Linked DNA regions of Mus musculus: region 1 is linked to region 2. Evidence: chromatin contacts called from public ChIA-PET data. All regions are on one chromosome and are shown on one strand. The core of a region is the stretch at or near the end of the contact, and the rest is flanking DNA. Distances in the headings are between cores, read along the strand shown.

Region 1 (3,390 bases), core at 538-3,037, 150 kb after region 2:
TAGCAAGTCTTAACCCAGAAAGCACAGAGAGACACTATGTGCTGGCCGCCTCAGACACCTGTGCTTAGCTTTTTACACAGCTCAGGATGCAGGGTAGCCTGAAGGGAATGAATGATACTGCCTACCAGGGCTAGGTCCTCTTCCACCAATCCCCTACAGACATGCTCACAGGCCAGTCCCTCAATTGAGACTCCCTTCTCAGATGTCTCTTTGCTGTGCCAAGTTGACAGTTAAAGCTATCTAGGACAACGGAAGATTCTAGTCTTTATAGTTTCACTGTAGAAAAATGTGAAGTGAAGGCAAATTCATTAATATTCATTAATTTGTGTTAATGTTATTTTGAAAACTATAGCTGAGGAAGCTGTGAACTTTACCTTTTTATTTTTTAATTTAAGTCCTAGGAAAGTGGTTGAATTTGTGATATTTGCCTTAAAAATAATGTTATTTTTAAAGACAGGTTCTCATATCTGCAGCTGACTGCTGAGGTAAAAGTTTTTGGTCATTAAAAATAAATCTGCCCTTGGGTACACAGCAAGGCAGGTTTAGGTAGAGCCACAAGCAGATTATTGGCAAACTGGGTTGCATTCAAATTAAAAAGTTCTCCTCTGTGAGAGCCACTATTCAGACAGTGATGGATGGCGCAGGTAGGTGTTTCAGAATGCCTTCTCCCAACCCGATGAAGGACCACAATTAAAGCTATACCTAGAACTTTAAAACGACCCAAGCTCTGTGTAGCCTTTAGCCTGTAGTCCTGAGCTTGGGAGGCGAAAGCAGGAAGACCTTCAGTTCAAGGCCAGCCTGAGCTGCATAGCTGGAGGGTGGGGGCGGGGCTAAAAAGTGAAGGGTACAGAGAAGACACCCCAATGAAAGTGGACTGGAGGTCTGAAGAGAAAGCCCCGACTAGAGAAGGTAGGCATATGGTAAATGAGTTGTGAAAGGAGGCTCTGTGCCAACTCAAACTGCGGTCTACCGTGCACTGCAGATTAGTGAGAAGTCAAGACCCATAATGCCAGCCGCACCCGAGACACTTCTGCAATTTCTTATGAAGTTAATGTAGTCTGACTGTAGGATAAAGCAGTTGTGCCCTAGTATTGACCCAGATGATGGAAAACTTCTGTTCACATAGAAATAAAACAAAGCAAGCCATACACTCATGTCTATAGTACTTTTATTCATAATTGTCCAAACTTAAAACAAACAAGATAGCACAGTTTTTAAGTAGCTGAATGGGAAAATGAACTGTGGTATTAACAAATGCCATGCATGAAATATTCATATCTGGTGACATTAGAAACAAGTTATATAGCTCAGTGCTAGCTGTGGGCCTGGGCAAGGCCCTGGGTTGTGTCCTCTGGGTTGCAAGAACAAAGCAACAGAATCCAAGGAAATATGTCATCCAGCCATGAAAACCCATGCATGAAAGAACCCTCCGTGCATATTGCTAAGAACAGGAAACCAGTCTGAAAAGGCTGTGTATTTTATGGATCAAGTATGATATGATATGATATGATATGATATGATATGATATGATATGGAAATGCAAGCCTATAGAGCTATTACAAAGATAGGTGGGATGAGCAAGGATGTAAGGAACACCTACAGCAGAGGGTTTCAGGACAGTAGTATGATACTGTATGATACTATGACGGGGGCGCATGGCCCCATGATGGGTCAGTGCACAGAGAACCATAGCATGAAGAACAAGCCCTAAAGGGAAGAGGCCTGGGCTTTATTTACTCCTGGCGTATTAACTAACACTGCTTCTTCAGTTATAGCAGATGTGCTGCACCAGTGTAAGGTGGTGATAAGAGAACCAGGACGGGTGATGATAAGAGAGGGTGTGCATGGGAGCATTTACTCTCTGTTCAGTTTTTAATTAACTTAAATGTGCTATAAAAAATTAAGTGAGGCTTAAAACCTGGTAGGGTACCTGCCTGGCTCATGGAAAGTCCTGGGTACTATCCCTACCATACTACCCACAAATAGATACACACACAAAATGTGTGTGTGTGTGTGTGTGTGTGTGTGTGTGTGTGTGTGTGTAGCTCAAGCTGTCCTGTCATTGTGTAGAGCAGGCTGGCCTCAAACTCACGGAGATCTGCCTGTCTCAGCCTCTTGAGTGCTGGAATTAAAGGCGTGTGCCAGCAAACCTGGCTTAAAATATATTTTTCAATTTGTTGATAGTTTGATAAAGTATCAGTGTTGTTTTGTTACATAATACATAATGATACATAATATGCATTTTTATAAAATATTATCTTCAGTATTATTCATTTCTAGGGATAAGGTTACCTGATAAGATGTCAAATATATGTTTTAGAGTTTTGCATGATGTGTTAGCTAATAAAAATTAAAATTACATTTACGTCGTGTGCTGTGTGCATATGCTAAGATACACACGGAGGTCAGGGGTCAACTTGGGAGAGTGGGTTCTCACCTTGGGTCAGGGCTTGAGCAGGCTTCAGGCTTGGCAGCATCTGCCTTTACCCACTTGGCCATCTCACTGGCCCTAGGTAGTGACTTTCCATAATATTCATTTCCATTGCAAGCTATTGGTTCTTTTATTGCCCTGGTGTACCCTATGTTAAAGGCTCCATGCTGCTTAGGCAAACATTCTACCTCTAAACTATAGCCCCTGGACCTTACAGGTCTTATGAAAGAGGAGTAGTTGACAGCTTAGTAACTGGACATACCTTTATTTCTTAAAACTTATTATTTGAAAAACATGGTGGTATTTAGGAATTCAGTTTTTAACAATAGTTTTATGTTTTTACATTTGAACCCCTGCCCCAGAGGACCATAATATTGTGCCATTTATCTAAAAAAAAAAAAAAAAAAAAAAAAAAAAAGTGTAGCCAAGCATGGTGGCACCTGCCTTTAATTTCAGCAATCAACAGGCAGAGACAGGTAGATTTCTGTGAATTTAAAGCCAGACTGTCTCAAAAATTGGAAAGAAAAAAAAAAGTTTGTGGGATATTTAGTGCACTTAATTGAGAGAAGCCATTACTGTTCAAATGCTATACAATAGACTTGTAATACATTAAAACCCTTTTGGGGGCTGGCGAGATGGCTCAGTGGGTAAGAGCACCCGACTGCTCTTCCGAAGGTCAGGAGTTCAAATCCCAGCAACCGCATGGTGGTTCATAACCATCCGTAATGAGATCTGACTCCCTCTTCTGGAGTGTCTGAGGACAGCTACAGTGTACTTACATATAATAAATAAATAAATCTAAAAAAAGAACAAACAAAAAACCCTTTTGGATATCTGAGCAGTAAGGCAAGAGGTTGTGTGTAGAAGCATCTGTGGTGAAGGTTTTCTCCTTCTCTCACAGTCTAAATTTCAAGCTCTGGAAAGCAAGCCTCTTGAATGTAGTCAGTATTACATAATTA
Region 2 (3,011 bases), core at 259-2,758:
GCACTTTACTAACTGGACCATCGCCCTAGCCCTCAGATATCAATATTTGTTCATCACCTTTAAGAATCACTATCATGGTAGAAGTAGAAATAATACATCATATCGTAACACTTTTGAGAGATTGGTGGTTATATTAGGCTGCCAAATATATATGTAGTGATTGTTTAGCCTCTGGCCCACTCATTTTTACTATATCCCCCTTATAATTTATTAATAGCACTTAATGCATTTGCCAGTATGTTTGATATGCTATGTTGATCTCTCTGCCCATGGCTTTACTTTTATAAATGCTCTTGTTACTATTCATGAAATTGACTAGTTGATACCTACTATATTTGAATGTTGTCATGGAGAATAAATAGCAAGTGACTCAAATGTTCTGTATGTCAGTTAGAAGGCTAAACTCAACTACCGTTTCTTAGGTATCAGAGTTTGTTAGAAAAGTAGCAGAAATGAAACTTTCTTGGGGGTTTGTTTTCTTTTGTTTTCCCATTGTTTTTACCAATGTGTAAGAGTAACAGCCACAGTTTGGGGCACAGCGCTGTTTCCTGCTTCTAAGAGGCTGAGACTTGGCGGAGCCATGCGATTCTCCCTTGTCTCTCCATTTTGGAGTGCTCGTTCTGGGAAAGTTAGAAAACACCTGAGGGAGGTTCAGATGGCGCTGAAGGGCTGACTGGAGATGATGGTTGAAAGCTAGAGTCTGCAGTTCATCAGGACATAGTGAGGAAGGACACGAACATAAATATTAGGACATTAGAGTACGTTACCAGGATCCAAGGAAAGTCCATGAGGCAAAGCTCTCCGGTGCTGCCATGTTCCATTTGACCCAGTTTGGATCCCCACACAAAGAGAGAGGTTGAGGTCACTGGTCCTTAGGACATGATGTTTGTCAAAGGAAATGACTTTGGCCTATAGAGGAAGGAGTGGAGTGCCCTCTTCAGTAAAAGGACATTCGGTCTATAATTTCTCTGATTCAGTGCCAGAGTATTTTAAAAAACTAATCAAAGCAGTTTCTCTCTCACTTAAATCGTTGGAGACCCACAGCTGATACATTTTGTTTTCCTTTGCAAATTTCTCTTTAATGACTTCTCTAGTGTTTTCTGCTGTCTCTCCTCTGTTGGTAAATTTCCTTAAGCTTCAAGAGTGTTTAAAGTAAAAGTAAGTATCATGAGACAAGAACTGTATTTTATGGGTAGGATAATGCTTCTCCTGTGACGTTTTCTTTTCCCACCAAAAGTGAGAAGCGCATGCCTTTCCTTGGTGCGCCCGCCCGCTTCACATGGAGGACAGGAGATTATTCTCTACAATGGCTGACTTCCAGAATTCTTGCCTGAATGTTTTTTGTCAAGTATATATTCCCTTCTTTAGGCCTTTCTATATAGAGCCTACCAACATTGTCAATGTGAATGATGTCATTCAGAGGGTTAGTGACCATGCTGCTGCTATGAACAAGCGGATTCATTACTACAGCCGGCTCACCACTCCTGCAGACAAGGCACTGGTAAGGAGCAAAGCTCTGCTTTTTGTCTAGAGTTCAGTTGTAATGAACAGTAAACACCAAAACCAGGGCAACTCCCAGGGGTTGAACTTTTCACTGGAGGAGTCCAAAGATAGCATCATGCAAAGTCAAAGCAATAGTAGTTAATAGGTGCTTCAGGCTTGTTCATTCTTATCTGCCCTGGAGTAGAGACATTTGGAACGATCTGTTTGACAATAGCTTGGAGCTTTAATTTTTTTCTTATCTCAGATACCAAAAGCTCTGAGGAAGACAAATTGCTTTTGAAATAGCAGCTTAGATAAAAACATAAGGTTCTGGCTAGTCTCTAAATTTAACTTCTAAATTTGAAGCTACAAAGAAAAATTATTTATATACATTTTCTATAGGAATAAGAAACAAATTTGTTCATACACATACCTGATAGTTTCCTGATTAGTATTGCAGGTCACATAGTATCACAGTTCATTGTTTTGTCTTATAAACATTTAAGAAATTATTAGGAAAAGGCTACAAATTCAATAAAGGCCTAGTTTACATTATGGGTCATGATTGACTAAATTCTGTCTTATATTTTAGAATTTTAAAGTATGTAAGTAATCTGTTGCTTATAATGGTGATCATATGTGAGATACTCAGAAATTTGAAAGCTTAAAAACTCTGGTTAAAATGGGTCTGAGAATCCAAAAGGAACCAGCTCTGCCCTTCACTAGATGCCTACCAAGGAGAAGTGGGTACCACCTGACCATGGCTGTCTGATGTCACCCCCTTAATGGCTGCGTGAGGTCAGCATGCAGACCTCCTTGACTCTGCTTATTTGGGCAGCATCTCATGAAGTCCAAGCTGACCTCCAACTCTGTGTGTATGGAGAGGGACTTTAAACCCGAGCTTCCTACTTCATCTCCTTGGTTTATAGCACAAACCACCATACCTGGGCTCTAAGATTGAAAGCAAAGACTTATGAAATGCCATACGGAGGATCAATTTTCGTAGTTTTAATTTTTTTTTTATTTTTACCTGCCCCACGGGCCCTTTACATTCGTAGTGATGGTGAAGTGCATTATAGAATTATATAAATCCTTCGGGCCTTGAGATCCCAGGCTGATTCAGCCTCCCAGAGGCTGTACTTTTAGAAGCAGGCGTCAGAGATACCATCTGGAGCTGGATGGGCAGCACTACCTGGAAGTAAAGCCAACACCGCACACTGAGTCATAACCCTCTGTTATAACGATGGCACTGAGAGAGACGACTAGTGCATCTAACCAGTTGCCAAGGTTAATTGATCTCTCCACTTGTAACGAATTTGTATAAACATCCACACTCATGTTCTAAAAACCCCCAAGTCACTTTCCCTAACGGGGTGTTTTGGAGAAGAACAATAAATCACTGCTCATAGAGTAAAGGCTCTTCATTTATGGAAGAAATGCTATTATTATTATTATTATTATTATTATTATTATTATTATTATTATTATTATTATTCTAAGCTGGAAAGGGGAGGAAGCTGCCTGCCAGC

What was found. ChIA-PET counts read pairs in DNA pulled down with a chosen protein or histone mark.
Region 1: a contact with region 2 is called in an SMC1A ChIA-PET map of the G1E-ER4 cell line, with 8 read pairs. The contact joins two enhancer-like sites. A contact is called at or near these places in 1 of 15 datasets of contacts at CTCF or cohesin (the G1E-ER4 cell line), 17 of 484 Hi-C or Micro-C datasets (the G1E-ER4 cell line, bone marrow-derived macrophages, cerebral cortex and 7 more), 3 of 115 datasets of contacts at active chromatin or transcription factors (embryonic stem cells and fibro-adipogenic progenitors) and 1 of 9 other capture datasets (adipose tissue).

The regions. Positions count from the first base shown.
Region 1 is chr13:112,836,969-112,840,358 of GRCm38.p6, forward strand. The region is part of intron 1 of Plpp1 (phospholipid phosphatase 1); the gene reads left to right. Among named protein-coding and RNA genes, the nearest start is that of Plpp1, 38 kb to the left of the region's middle. Within about 2 kb of position 1,788, at least 12 of the 459 cell types and tissues checked have an H3K27ac peak or open chromatin away from gene starts, as enhancers often do. A contact at or near this core is called in the G1E-ER4 cell line, where this site is marked.
Region 2 is chr13:112,684,698-112,687,708 of GRCm38.p6, forward strand. It overlaps Slc38a9 (solute carrier family 38, member 9), which reads left to right. Exons shown (of 15, transcript NM_178746.4): 3 at 1,369-1,501. Among named protein-coding and RNA genes, the nearest start is that of Gm52034, 13 kb to the left of the region's middle. Within about 2 kb of position 1,509, at least 5 of the 459 cell types and tissues checked have an H3K27ac peak or open chromatin away from gene starts, as enhancers often do. A contact at or near this core is called in the G1E-ER4 cell line, where this site is marked.